3 separate regions of the Mus musculus genome follow, and regions 1 and 3 are each linked to region 2. The links are chromatin contacts, called in public HiChIP or PLAC-seq maps. All regions are on one chromosome and are shown on one strand. The core of a region is the stretch at or near the end of the contact, and the rest is flanking DNA. Distances in the headings are between cores, read along the strand shown. Region 1 has its middle 50 kb from the start of Gm52039. Region 2 holds the start of Dek (DEK proto-oncogene (DNA binding)). Region 3 overlaps Rnf144b (ring finger protein 144B).

The links. HiChIP or PLAC-seq counts read pairs in DNA pulled down with a chosen protein or histone mark.
Region 1: a contact with region 2 is called in an H3K4me3 HiChIP or PLAC-seq map of bone marrow-derived macrophages, with 5 times the contacts expected there. The contact joins the enhancer-like site here to the promoter of Dek in region 2. A contact is called at or near these places in 15 of 39 promoter capture datasets (the 3T3-L1 cell line, 3T3-L1-derived adipocytes, cranial neural crest and 8 more), 15 of 484 Hi-C or Micro-C datasets (Sertoli cells, bone marrow-derived macrophages, cardiomyocytes and 9 more), 30 of 115 datasets of contacts at active chromatin or transcription factors (the NIH/3T3 cell line, acute myeloid leukemia, bone marrow-derived macrophages and 16 more) and 4 of 9 other capture datasets (adipose tissue, liver, macrophages and 1 more).
Region 3: a contact with region 2 is called in an H3K4me3 HiChIP or PLAC-seq map of bone marrow-derived macrophages, with 2.9 times the contacts expected there. The contact joins the enhancer-like site here to the promoter of Dek in region 2. A contact is called at or near these places in 5 of 39 promoter capture datasets (3T3-L1-derived adipocytes, frontonasal cranial neural crest, liver and 1 more), 1 of 484 Hi-C or Micro-C datasets (bone marrow-derived macrophages), 2 of 115 datasets of contacts at active chromatin or transcription factors (both in bone marrow-derived macrophages) and 2 of 9 other capture datasets (adipose tissue and liver).

Annotation. Positions count from the first base shown.
Region 1 is chr13:47,285,013-47,289,395 of GRCm38.p6, forward strand. No RefSeq gene overlaps it. Among named protein-coding and RNA genes, the nearest start is that of Gm52039, 50 kb to the left of the region's middle. Within about 2 kb of position 2,854, at least 7 of the 459 cell types and tissues checked have an H3K27ac peak or open chromatin away from gene starts, as enhancers often do. A contact at or near this core is called in bone marrow-derived macrophages, where this site is marked.
Region 2 is chr13:47,103,093-47,107,841 of GRCm38.p6, forward strand. It overlaps Dek (DEK proto-oncogene (DNA binding)), which reads right to left and starts at 3,129. Exons shown (of 11, transcript NM_025900.2): 1 at 2,981-3,129; 2 at 2,480-2,645. The coding sequence starts at 2,636.
Region 3 is chr13:47,241,320-47,246,004 of GRCm38.p6, forward strand. Rnf144b (ring finger protein 144B) reads left to right here. Exons shown (of 8, transcript NM_001170643.1): 7 at 1,545-1,634; 8 at 3,042-4,685. The coding sequence ends at 3,182. Among named protein-coding and RNA genes, the nearest start is that of Gm52039, 6.1 kb to the left of the region's middle. Within about 2 kb of position 1,257, at least 3 of the 459 cell types and tissues checked have an H3K27ac peak or open chromatin away from gene starts, as enhancers often do. A contact at or near this core is called in bone marrow-derived macrophages, where this site is marked.

The sequences.
Region 1 (4,383 bases), core at 1,604-4,103, 180 kb after region 2:
TATATTTCAGAGTTTCTTACACCATGCAGGGAGGGCTCTGTTGACTGTGTCCCAGCCGTAAAGTGGAAAAAAAATATTTTTTTTTAAAAAAAGTACCGTACTTTATTTTATTTTTAGTAGACTATCTTTGAAGATCACCTGGTATTTTATCAAAATACTGGCAGTTCAGTAAGCCATGGGTCACACACAGGGTGGGCTCTGGTCTCACATCTTTAACAGAGACAGTGGCAGATCTGGAGATAACCAACAAAGCTTAGAAAACGGGATAGGATAAAAACCTCTTAAATCAACAAAACCCAGCCTGTGTTTTGTTCGAGGCTCTGAGCTGTGTTCCAAAGACTTCAGAGACAGGATGAAGTGCTGGCGTGTCTAGGCAGTGCTCGCCAGCCACTGTCTTTAGCACTGTGATGTGTGTGTCGTAGGAGATGGGGTGTGCTTTGTGGCAGAGAATGTGGAAGAGGTGAGTGTGCCCAGAAGGGAAGCAGGATGATGACTCCTGCTAGGACACTTCTTTGCATCGCGGTCTTGGCGAAAGGTGGCTGTACCACATATTAAGAATTACCCCAGGGGTATGGAAGATAAAGGATAATCAAGGATGTTGTTTTATCATGAGGTATCTACTGACTAAAAGCTTCCTCAGTAGGAAGCAGGAGACCAAGAAAGCTTCCGCCAGGAAGGTGAAGATGTCAGGATCATCCATCCATTCGGGGATAATGTCCGACCAGCCTCTATCATTGTCTTTGAGGGAAAGAAACATGTTTTGGATTTTCCTCCAGCCTCCAAATTCCAGATCATCTCTCCCCGGCCATATAGATTACGGGACCCTCACAGCTATTGTGCTTTCTCTTGGGCCTTGGATAGATAGTGAAACACCGCTTCAGCACAGACACAGTCTGGTGAGATGGCTATATTTTCAAGCCACATTGTGAACACACCTGATGCTCACGGGGAGATGGGTAATTGCTTCATTCACCATCAGCTGTTGGACTTCCCCCACCTCTGCCCTGGCAGCCTTGAACAAAAAGGATCACCAGATAAATCATGCAGGACCACCCTTGTGCCAGTCGCAGCTGTTTGGAACACTTCATGGACGTCTTTAGGAAACTACACAACAATGGCGGCCGATGGTTCAGCACTGGCTCCTAAAGGTGTCGCTTCAGCCAGGGCTTTTCAAGCAGTTCGTGTGAAACTCTTTGCCATCAAAAGCCTCAGTGAACTTAGACAACCCTGCAGCCACTTCTACCAAAGCCAAAGAGGGAGCACTTTCCCTGGAATCTCTGCAGAAGGACTGCTGTGATTGGTGTAAAAACACATCTTCATTTGCATGAAAGCTGCGCAATGATTGGTACAAACACAACTCTTTATTTGCATGCAAGGAATGCTGTCATTTGTTCCAGTACCCCTTCCGTGGCTATGCAGCTAGGCTGTTAAGCCTCATCTTTGAACACACAAGGCTTCCTGCTGTGTCCTTTATTAAGGATGACCCGATGCGTTGCATGTCTTATTTCTGATTTGTAGAATTTCTGAAGAAGTCATTCCCAGATAAGAGATGTAACTTGGAGGACTGTGTGTGAGGTGTGGGATGCGGTGCCCTCAAGAGCCATGGCTACCCTCTCCATTTTCATTGGAAAGCATTTTATGTAGATTTTAAGAAGTATTTAGAGGTGGCACTTCCCCAAATGCCTCCACCCTCCCCCAAGAAGATGGGTGGCCCTCCCTGGTAGCTGTTTGTAATTCTTTCCTTTTTAGTCTCCTGTAAACCAGACTAGCCTCAAACTTGTTATGTAGCTAAGACCGGCCTTGAACTCCTGATCCTCCCATGTCTCTATCTAGAGCTAGAATTACATGTGGATGGTACCACACAGTTCTTGTTAGTAATTTTCTTTCTTTCTTTCTTTCTTTCTTTCTTTCTTTCTTTCTTTCTTTCTCTCTCTCTCTTTCTTTTTTCCTTTTTAAGATTTATTTATTTATTTATTTATATCTTTATTTATGTCTTTAGACATACCAGAAGAGGGTGTCAGATCCCATTACAGATGGTTGTGAGCCACCATGCAGTTGCTGGGATTTGAACTCAGTCAATGCTCTTAAGCAGTCAGTGCTCTTAACCACTGAGCCATCTCTCCAGCCCCAATATTTTTCTATCCCAGCTTCTGTCTTCTTTACTTCTATACTTCACTCTTGGGACAAAAAAGAAGACTGAGCTCAATAGTCTTGTCTTGGAGCAAATGATCTCTCCAATTGCCTTGTGCTCTCCCTACAAAGGGTACCTGTTGGTTCTACTGAGTCAGGAGGGCATAGCTGCTGGACAGTGAGCTACACAGCAACCCTGTAAGAGGGTCCAAGGGGAGGAGCCAGTGTTGCTAAGCATGGTAAGCATGGGGGAGGATGGAGAACAGCTTTAAACCTGCTACAGAGACAGGGGCCTAAGGTAATCTGACATCAAGAATGTGGTTTCGAGCTGGGTGTGGTGGCTTACATCTGTGATTCTAGCGTTCAGGAAGCTAAGGTAGGAGGAGTATTCTGAGTTTGAAGCCAGCATGGGCTCAGTCCAGCCTGAGCCACAGAGTAAGACACTGTGCCAAGGACCCAAACATAAACATAACAGGGATTAATCACTAGATTTCTTTGCTCCCTAAAGCCCACTTTCTCTCCCTAGTTCAGGGATTTTCAGATATTTAAGGTCTAAAGTTGAATCTGGGACAAGTGGAAGTTACAATGAGACTTGTTCGGCATAGGATACCATCTGGGTTGTGCATTTAAAAGCATCTGGGAGAGAGTACTAAGGAACTGAGTCAGCCATCTCTTCTCTTCTTCTTTCCATGCCTACCAGCAGGTCACAGGGCTACTGCTACCCACAACTTCCCTGTGTCCCTGTGGGCGTTTCCATGGCAGTGATGTTCTGTTCTTTACTGTCTTTTCCCAGAGCTGTAGAATACCACACGAGATATTCTAAGGGGTTGGTCTGGGCTGCTGGGAGACTCTTCACCATCTTTCTTTGGTTTGTTTCACTGGGAGTTCCCAAGAGGAAAGGTAATATGTTCCTTGGGATTGTCTGTCAGAGGCTGCAACTGAGTCAGGCACGGTCAGCTGACCAGGGAGCCGGGAGGGCAACACTGTGGGATCTAGATTGAGCATGTCTGACCTTCCCTTGTGTGGGTGCGGAGAGAAAGGGAGATGGAGCACGCAATCGTCTCATGCCTTGGAACAGCTCTTCCTTTACAGATGTGCTCTGATCTCAGAGGGAAATGGGTGCAGACGGCAGTTAATGAACACCCCACCGCAGCTACAAAAGTGGTTTGAATGCAGGATGGCACGTGGCTCCCACAGGATCCACTCGATCCCCTCGGGGGTGACTAGATGAAATTCTGCTTCTCATTAACAGTTGAGGAAAAAGAGTCGCTTAAGGTCAAAAAGGCTTGAGAAGTTGGGAAGTTGCCTTGGAGCAACATGACGTTAAATCAGACAGTTGACGGTGAGTGATATGTCATTAGGTTATTGGTTTATTTTCAGTCACTCTTTCTGCATCTCTGTGAGAATAATGATACCAATGAGGGTAAGTCTGAGACCCTGTCTGTGGAGCACTGGCTCTCCTGAGACATACTGTAAGCATCCCTGTGCAGCGGTTCCACTAGAACAGTGTTTTGCTGCCATCTGCTGCTTGGTTGGAGTACTGGAGACAACCAGGCAGACTGGTGAGTGTAAGTGAGGAAGGCGGGTGAGATTTTCCACAAACTGGGGAGTCTGTGGGTTGTGTTTATTGTGAGGAGTTTCTAAAAATATTTTGCTTTACCAATTATCCTCTTCCACAAATTTCTTAGCATTGGAAAGAAAATGGTGTATAAGTTCACAGCATGGTGTGTTATTAATTATATGAGTGGCTTGCATATTAAGAGGGCTATGGGGATAGAACATATTTTGATCTTGTAAGAAGATGGCTTCTAATCTTAAAATGGAATCAGGTGGGTCCATTACTCCCAACGGCTGGAAAGAAAGAAGAAAGAAGAGATTTTTCTGGGTGGGTATACGGGGAAAGATTTAGATGATGAAGATAGAGGAATGGAATTGGGAGATGATAGGTATTCGAAAAACACATCTCCTCGTTTCTTAGTAGTTTGTTGGCTTGTAAGTAGACAGATACAAAACAAAACAAAACAAAACAAAACAAACCAGCCAGGTGGTGTTGGCACACCTTTAATCCCTGAACTCAGGAGGCAGAGGCAGAGTCAGATGGATCTGTGAGAGTTTGAGGTCAGCCAGGACTATGCAGAGAAAGTCTGCCTCAAAAACAATCAGAAACAAAACAAAAACCAAACCAAACCAAAACCAAAACAACAACCAAAACACACACAACAACAAATCAATCAAACAAACAAACAAAACCAA
Region 2 (4,749 bases), core at 1,879-4,378:
TATGGTGGAAAAGAAATGACTCCAAGATCTCTTCTGACCTCCATATGCACCACTCCTAGCCACACACAAGACACAGAATGCTTTGTGAGGGACTGGAGACATGGCTCGGTGGTTAAGAGCACTTACTGCTCTTTCAGAGGACCAGTGTTTAGCCACTGAGCACATGGCAGCTTACAACCCTCTCTGACTCCAGGCACCTTCTGGCCTCCAAGGATACCGGACCATGGTGGTGTACACACATACATGCAAGCAAAACACTCATATATAGAAAATAAAAAGAAAGCTTAAAAACAAAATTTTTGTGAGTTGAAGGGGGATTATTATTTGGGGAGGAAAAAGAATCAAAACATTAGTGTAGGCTTTCCAAGATAGGTCAGGTTTGGGGGATATAAAGATTTGTGGAGAATAAATGGAGAAAGACAGCACTGAGTGGAACAGCTCCTATAGTCACCCGACTGCCTCTTAGTACCAAGTCATTCACTTGCTCTGGATCAGATCTACAAATTAGTTCTCAGAAGCCCAACCTGGAGCAGAGCTTTCAAATGACTGCACCCCACTGTAACCTTGACAGCTCCTCTATGTCCTACAGGAACCCAAACAACACATCCAAAAGACCTCAGCATCACTGCCAAGCATGCAGGCTTGGTTTTCTACAGAACAGCAGCAGCATCCAAACACTATAGAGGAAAGGCGAAGTCACAGCTCGGCCTCTCATCTCCCCCAACTCACTTCCAATTCTCGCCTCACTTCACAGACCAGTAATTTCACTGACCCCACACCTCTCTGTCATCATACTGAAGGTAAGTATTCTGGGACAAGTAGAATAGAAACTTGCCGTTCCAGTTACCTGGAATGTCCCTAAAGAGAAAACTGAGTAAGAAGGAACCAGATTAAAACTGTGAAGGACTAAACCTACAAATAGCACTTTTAAAAACACAACCAACTTATTCAGCTAGAATGAAATCCAGGATCTTCTAAAGCACTCAATGACAGCCTCCCCAGACACTACTGTTTGGGCCTTTTATACAGAATGTCTCACTTTCTTTCTGCCCAAGAAAACTCACCACCTCTAGAACTCTAGTATCACAACTTTGCCCCACTAGGAAGAAAAACAAACAAAAACACACACACACACACACAAATCCTGTAAAAGTGTTAAAGTCTTAGTTATACTGATAGTGCAGTCAACTTTCAGTCATTATTGTTAGCATTCTTTCTAGGCTCCGCCCAACAGTTACCTAGCAACAGCCAGGTAGGCCTGGCTGGCTATAAAAGGGTCTATTTGTACTCTCTTAACTCTCTGCCCCCTTTCACTTTCTCCCCTTCCCCTCTCTCTCCACGTGTTCCTGGCTGCTCTCTCTCCTCCCCTGCCCCAAATAAACTGTTCTACACTACACTTATCTATGGCTGGTACCTCAGGGAGGAGGGATGCCTTAGCACACACTGCCATCATACCATGCTCTAAAACACCACATCATTGACTTTATAGAACACACCAATTATAAATAATCTAAAAGCAATTTAAACAATTCTTATTAAGATTTATAATTAAAGCCAAGGTTGTACTTAAATGACACGCTCCCATAAGGTCTTAGAGCACATACCACTTCAAATAATAAGTATGCCTTGTCCTCTTAACCTAGATGGTATTTATAAAAAAAAAAAAGAAGAAAGAAAAGAAAGAAAAGAAAAGAAATGACAGTTTGGGAAGAGCACTTTAACCTTTAGGCCTGCTCCCAAGTCTGGCTGAGCTGTGGCCATCTGCACCATTAAGCTAGATTGTGAAGCTGTGCCTTGGATTTTCCAATAGCTGAGCCTGTCGGGTAGACTGATGCATGCACTCTGACTGACACAATGCTTCTTCGCCCCGCTCTGCCTCTACTCAAATGAGGCTTCTTACCACCCTCCTTGGGTCAGAATCAGTCCCCAAAACCGAGAGAGCTGCGGGCTCCCGTTCTAACTTTCAGTTCAGTTTTCTCATTTTTAAACTACTTTCTCCAACAGCAACAACTTTCACGGCAAAGAAAAGCACTCCCACAAGAACCCTTATGGGGGAGGGGCGGGGGAGGGAATCAGCAGCTACACACAGCCGAGAATATGGAAATGAAAACATTTCCAGGATTTGCAAGAATGCCTTGCAGTGTTGTTTCGTTACGGAACCTCGGGGTAACTTCAAAAAGCGGATCTCAGACTTACAAACTCCCTAAACGAACGACGAAGTGTTCTGAAGGCGCATCGGGAAAAGGCTCTTGCTACACTTGCACCGAAACCTTGGCAAATACTCAAAAAAAAAAAAAAAAATCCAGATTCTCTGCCACTGATTGTTAGCATTCGCGTGAAATCCACCACTCCGACTTGACGCCTCTAAGCGTTAAAATGCAAGATAACTGTTTCCCAAAAGGAGCGAGGGAAGGGGAAACTTTTGATGTGGGAAAAAAAAAAATCCACCCGTGAGGGATGCGTATCCCTGCCCACCCACCTTTTTCTTCCTCCTCGTCCTCTTCATCATCGTCTTCGTCATCCTCCTCCTCCTCCTCACTCTCTTCCCTGGGACCCGGCATCTCGGGTTCCTTCTCGGATGAGGGCGGCACGGGGGCGTCCTCTCCCTCCGCAGCGGGGGCCGCCGCCGCCGACATGCTGGGGGCCTGCGGGCGGGGAGGAAGCCGCACGCTTCGGTTCTCTCGCTCGCGCGGGCATGGAGCGTGCCGAGCGCCCAGCGTCAGCTCCCCTCCAAGTCGCCTACCCTGGGTCTGTCACTCGGCCCGCCTCCCCGGGGATGCCCGAGGCGGGAAACCGCACCGCCCTCTCAGCCGCCCGCGCGCGCTCCCGCCCGGCCTGCGCCGCCCCGGGCCGGCTCGGGCCCGGCCAGTGTGGCCCAGGCGAGCCGAGCCTTGCGAGTCCCCTCCCCCGCGGCGGGCCTCAGTGCTTCTGGCCGCGTCCCCTCCCCGCTGCCCCGGCGCCTCCCCGCCGCCGTCCTCACCGCGGGTGCGCACGAGAAGGCCGCCGCTGTGTAGAAGTCGCGCGGGGCCGAGGTCCTCGCGCCGCGCGCTCGCTCTCTCTCGCGCTCTCTCTCTCCCCGCTCCTCAGAATCAACAAGATTTTCAAAATGGCGGTTCGGGAAGCAGAGCGGGAAGGCGCCGGCCAATCAGCGCGCGGCGCTGGGAGTTGGCGCGCGCGGGAGGGCGGGCGGGAGGCGGGGCGGCGGCGTCTCTCGCGGGCTGCCCGGGCGGGGTCTCGGGGGGTCTGCGGTCCGCGGGAGGACCCGGGTCGCGGCGTCCGGCGGGTGGCTGGGTGGGTGCACGGGGTGGCGGGCGGGCGCGAGCCGGGGCCTCCGCGCTGAACGGTTGGACGCTAGGGGGCCTGCGAGCTTCCAGCCTCCCGATCCCGGGAGAAAAATGACCGGCCGTCCTGGGCCGCGGAGCCGGGGAGCGTCTGGAGGTGACGAAGTTGAGGGATCCGCCGAAGTCTTTCTCGACTCGACTTCACGCGGCGATCACCCCGCGGACGGGGTTGATTCGGAGCCACCACGTTTGTTTCCGAGGGGTCGTTCGAGATGAAGGCTTCCAAATGAGACCTACTTGCGAGGCTTCCCGTCGCCGGTACGCTGCACCGTGACAGGGACCCACCACGTTAAGTGCTCACACCACCAGCGACATAAATAGGTTTCAAACCGGTGAATGTTAGACAGATTCACCCTCTTCCTTTCTCTAGCCCCCTTGGTCTCCCCTATAATGCAGATACGGTATTTGTCCAGCCACACTCTCCTGTCAAGAATTCTAGGCAAGCCCTCTGATACCTTTTAGAGTCCACAGTTTAAAAGCAACATTTCCTTACGTGCTCTCCTATGTGATTGTCTTCATTTTTTCCCTACCCTGAGAATAATCTCCCTCCCTCCCTTTTTTTTATCCAGTCAACCTGGTGGAAATATGATTGGTTTCATTTGCCATAATAGTCTCCAAGTTGAGGGACAAAAGTTAGACTTTATTTTCTTCTGTGCCCCTTTTGTAAACATACGCAAAGTCCTGCTATTTTTGCTTTCAGATCTTAAGCCATCTCCCATTCTACTGATTCTGCTCACCTTTCTTTGTTTTTTAGTTTGGGTTGCAACAGAGCCCTTTCCAAGGGCTACTCTCTCTGCCTTTTCCCACTAATCACACCTCAGCCAAAGCTATTTTATTTAGTTTGATCTTCTGCTTATAAGCCTCAGATGGTCCCATCATAACTTGGAATAACCTCCAAATTTCCATATCACAACGTGTAAGATGCTACTTAACTGGCTGCTGACCCTCTGTCTGATGGCTCCCTGACACAGTTGGCCTGTCAGTCACACATGCCTTCCCTCATGTTCCTGCACATGGCTGTCATTCACACTATCTAGGATTTACTCTTCCACTGCCAGGGCTGCTCCTTCCTATTGTCATCAATGAACTCGGTCCTTCCCATCACTTATCTCTGGTCAAGTATTTCTCTTACCTCCAGGCCATCACTGTTTTGATACCATTCTCATCCGTTCCTTTATAAGTACCGAATCCTCTGTCCATCATAACAGGCCTGCCATCTTGAAGACGAGACTGTAGTTGAGACATTAAGCAAAAATACATAGATTGTGTGGTAGTGATGCAGCAGTCACAGGGGGATCTGGAGTACCAGCAGGGGGGCTTTCCTTTTAAAAGGTCAGTGATTAAAGGAATGAGAGCGGAGAGAGACATGGTATGCTCTAAAGGATTATCTAAGCTGGGCAGTGGTGGC
Region 3 (4,685 bases), core at 7-2,506, 140 kb after region 2:
ACCCGCACAGGCTTACCTACTGCCAGATTCTGTATAGGCATATTCTCAGATGAGGGCATTGGCTTGTGGGGCAGTGTCACCTCGGGCTTTTCCACCTGCACCCCAGTTCCTAAATAAACACCCCAGGGGCTTATTTATGTATGAATAAAGTAAGCTTGGGCTGGCAGCTTACCAACCCATTTATTCTATTCTATGTCTGCCACACGGCTAGTTACCACTCCTCAGTGTCATACATCAGACTTCCTCAGAGTCCAGGGCAAATCTTCCTGCGCCTGACTAACTAACTCCCAGAGTTCCTATCTCTTCACTGGAAACCCCACCTTCTGCTTCCCACCTTTTGCTAGCAGGCCATCAATTTTTTGTTGACAGGTGATGCTTCCACACAGCACACAAGGGAGTCTCTCTACAGGGCCGTGTTCTATGCCACATGGTATTGATGTGTTTGTAGGAAGGTTGAGAACCTGGGACAGAGAAAGGGGGATTGTTTTTCTAAAGCCCAAGCCTGAGACAGCCCCAAACGGAGACTGAGTGTGCTGGGCATTGTGTTTGCGCCTGGCTTCATGTTCAGCCATGCAGTGTCAGAGGCCAAGATGGAGCCTCAGGGACTTGTCACCTTCAGTTGTCTTCTCTCTTCCGTGTGATCTCAACTTCTCTTGTACGCCTTTGCCATTTCGTTCTGTCTGTCGTGTGCTGTTTCCAGGTGGAGCCGGTCTCTTCTCAAGCTGACCAGTCGTCCTCTCCCTGATTACTCTCCCTCTTCTTCACAAGCCAAGCTTCCATTGAACCCAGTTGCCTCTCGCTGTTGATATCCGCCTTCCTCCAGTTAGCACTGGGCACTCAAGTGACCATGCGGCCATATCCTGACCGTATACTTCCCAATATCCCAAGATTTTGATATCTTGGCCAGCTGCCATTTCTCCTAGCTCCTCTGACCTCACCTTTCTGGCTGTCCCTCAGTGTCTTTTCCAGACTCCTTGTCTGTTCGTGTCTTCCCTGAACAAATCTGCTCCTCAGTCCACTTTTCTTCTACACAAGCTTATTCAGTTCTGTGATACTCGCCCCACCCCCATTTTATGTAAACTGATATTCAGGCCCCTCCTTCGAAGACCAGGTATAAGTAATGATCTGCCTCTGGGTGTGTTGTTTGGATGTCAAGTTCAGCACGTCCATCTTTACCCACAAGTCCATCTCTGGGTTATTTCTTTTCTTTCTCCTCAGTAGTTTTCCTATAATTCCTGTTCCTGCTTCCTCATTTAGTGTATTACTCTCTTTCTACCTCGTGACTGGCTTCCCCTGTCAGTCGCTGGCATTGGTCACACCAGGCTTGCTCCTGACTTATGGTTCTCCCATTCCATTGCACACCTCTGCCGGAGCTCACCGTCCCTTACCTGCCTGAGATGGTGGAGCAGGTCATTCCTTGTTCTTTTGCCCCTGTCAGGATTCCTAGAGGAAGTCACTGATAGCATCAGGCGAACTGCACACTTGATGCTCACCTCTCCACCCTACATTGTGTGATGACTGAAACTCCTCTCTTTGTTTTTCAGAATGACATATTCCTCAGGCACTATGACAAAGGGCCATGCAGGAATAAGCTCGGCCACTCGAGGGCATCGGTAATGTGGAACCGAACACAGGTAGGCTCCACCTTAAGGGAACGTGAGATTCATTGGACTTGGGATGGCTTTCCTTGCTTTCCCATGCCCTCCTGGGAGGTTCTGGGAGGAGGAGGAGGAGAGAGAGAACAATGGAGCTGTGGCCTGAAGTTAAGTCAAGAGCACAATTGTTGAGGGACAGAGGCACCAGAGAGCAGAACGTTAGGGTGACCAGCCAAAGAACATACCCCTGTTCTTTGCTCTTGCAAAACATGGGAGGAGTTTCCTACAAGCAGTTAGAGCATATTAAGCATCAAAGCAGAGTCTCCAATGCTGTGGGCTCCTGCAGGGCCTCAGATCCCTCAGTACATGCCATTGTGTGTTTATGTGGCAGGTTCAAAGAGAATCGTGGTTTGTTTTTTAATAGTGTTTTGTGTTTATCAAAGGCTACGCTTCCTTTGAAGAAACCAATGCTCACATCCTAACGATGATCATTATTAATGCCCCTGTGAGACTGTTGAGGAAGCCCCAATAGAGAACGAGCCAACAGCCACAGCTCAGAGTTTAGAGTTTATGGTTCAGCTTGTGTTAACATTTGGTTTGCTCTCACCCTCGATGTAGTCCTTTGTAGTTTGTGTCCAGCGATGTCATTGCTAAAATTGCCTGAGACAGTATCCTAGCCATTCACCTAACAGATTATCATAGCCTGGGTGACTGAAACAGCTGAGATGATTCATCCTTGTCCTGGCTGCTGGCAGTCTGAGGACCAGGTATCAGCGTGGGCAGGGTCTGCGAATGGGTCCTTGTGTTGGTTGCTTGTCTCAGGACTTAGAGAAGCAGGGGCATAATTTGGCTCATGGTTTGAAGGGATACAGTCTGTCCTGACCGCGAGGGCATGGCAGAGTTCATGGTGGTAGGAACTTGAGGTCGGGACTCCTCATGTCTCAGCAGAACAGGAGTCAGGGAGAGAGGATAGGATAGCATTGGTCTGCCTTTCTTCTTTTTAAAATTTTGTTATTCAGTCAGTCCAATGCCCAGCTTATGGAACATCATCACGAGTCTTCCCTCCCCAGTTAGCCCTGCCTGGAAATGTCCCCCTCCACGCAGAGGTGTGCCTCTTAGATGACTCTGAATCCAGAACAGTTGGCCGTGAAGGTTACACTCACAGCATTCTTCCCAGTTCATAGATGACAGCTTTCTCACCGTGTTCTCCCATGCTAGAAAGCTAAGAATGGAGGCAAGCTCTTGGGCTCCCAAGTGTCACCAGGGTCTCACAGTGTCACCCAGGGCTCCCCACTCCAAGTGCCATCGCACTGAGTATTAGGGTTTCGACAGGCATGGCAGGGTGGGCACAGCATCCAGACTGTAGAGGCTGTTGTTACACTTGGGGGAATGTATACATCTCAGATGACATACCTGCTGACATAGGGTTTTCTCTTCAATTTCCAGGTAGTGGGGATCCTTGTGGGATTAGGTGTCATTGCCTTGGTGACCTCACCCTTGCTGCTCCTGGCCTCTCCCTGTATAATCTGCTGTGTCTGCAAGTCCTGTCGCGGCAAGAAGAAAAAGCATGATCCATCCACAACCTAAAGTCACCTGCGCAGACATCCGGGTCACATGAGACAGCACATTGGTAAAAGCCCCACTTAGCAGCCTTGCCTCCTTCTCCTTGCCAAACTTTGGAAGTGCCTCTGCCCAGACTTTGAACCTACCTGAAAGCATTCGGTGTTGGAAAAGGCCACGCACCGGGGCATGAGTGTGCCTGTGTATCAAGAAGCAGCCCCACAGTCCGGACTGTGTCTGTGGAGCAGGTTGGGAACTTTGCTTTAGCCTGGGAGACTCTAAAACATCACCATCTTACCCTCCAAAGGATCCCACCAGGCTGCTCATCTTCCATCCAAACCAAGGAGCCTGGGTGAATACTCACTGTAGTCATGGCGGTATTGCCGCACTTGGCAGCATTGCAAACTGAGCAAACGTCTGTGTTGGTTCCACTGCCACAAGACACATGGCAGAGGCCCAGAGCCGGAGGGAAGGATGATACTGCATAATAACACGTTCTGTGAGCAGTGGAGCCGCTGCTTATCTCAGGAGCTGACACACTGACTGGCATGCCTATGCTGGCTACCGCGTGTGCACTTCTTAGCGTTTCCACAGTGACTTGGCAGAAACATAGCAGCTCTCTCCCCGTGTGATCTCATCTCCAGGCAGGAGAAACTGCCGTTCAGAGGGAGTTGTCCCTTCCCAGGAAGAGGTTGTAACTTGTAAGGCAACATGGCCTCATTCAGTGTCTGTTGTTTGGCAGATGTTATTCTTCTAAGGTGAACCAGTGTTCACCGCTCACAGTCAGCCAGCAGCTGTGGTCTCTAAAAAGCGTTTTCTACGGGATGAAAGGGGAAAGCTCCAAAGCTTTCCTTGTAGACAGCAGGGTCCTTTCTTGGGCTCTGTGGTCATATTCCCAACAGATCAGGAGTTGGACCAGACAGTGTGCATCAACAGTAGACACTGTAGTCCATTCACACATATAGAGCCCATGTGACTCCAGCTGGGCACATGTGTAGATATTTAATGGATAACACAAAATAAGATTATTTTAAAAGACCTTTTCCCTTTCTAGGACTAAAATGATATATTTATCAGCATAAGAGGGGTTTTTTTTTGGGGGGGGTTGGTTTTATTTACTTAGTACACATGTGAATTTTTGTTATAAAGTTCCTAACTTACTCAAGAGGGTAGACTCAAAAGTCTTTTACAACAACCCCTAGTGCGGTTTTATGCCTCTGTAAAGTGATATTCAGGTTATTTACATACTTTCAGACACAATGTAGAGCAGCTCTTCACTCAGCCTAATTTAGTCTTGGTCTCCCAGGAGCTGTCCAGACAATCTGAGTACTTTCTGTGCTCTCAAGAATTTCGTGTGACAACAAGCAATCGGATGGAAACAGTTCAGGTGTCTTCAGTTGCTGGGATTTGTGTCACCTCAGTGTGATACATCCTGCCTGTTATACAATTAATCAGCAAATAGGTTTTGAAAAGATGAGCATATTTTTCCTCTAGCAGTATACAGTTGCCATTAGCAAAGCAGCCCGGTGC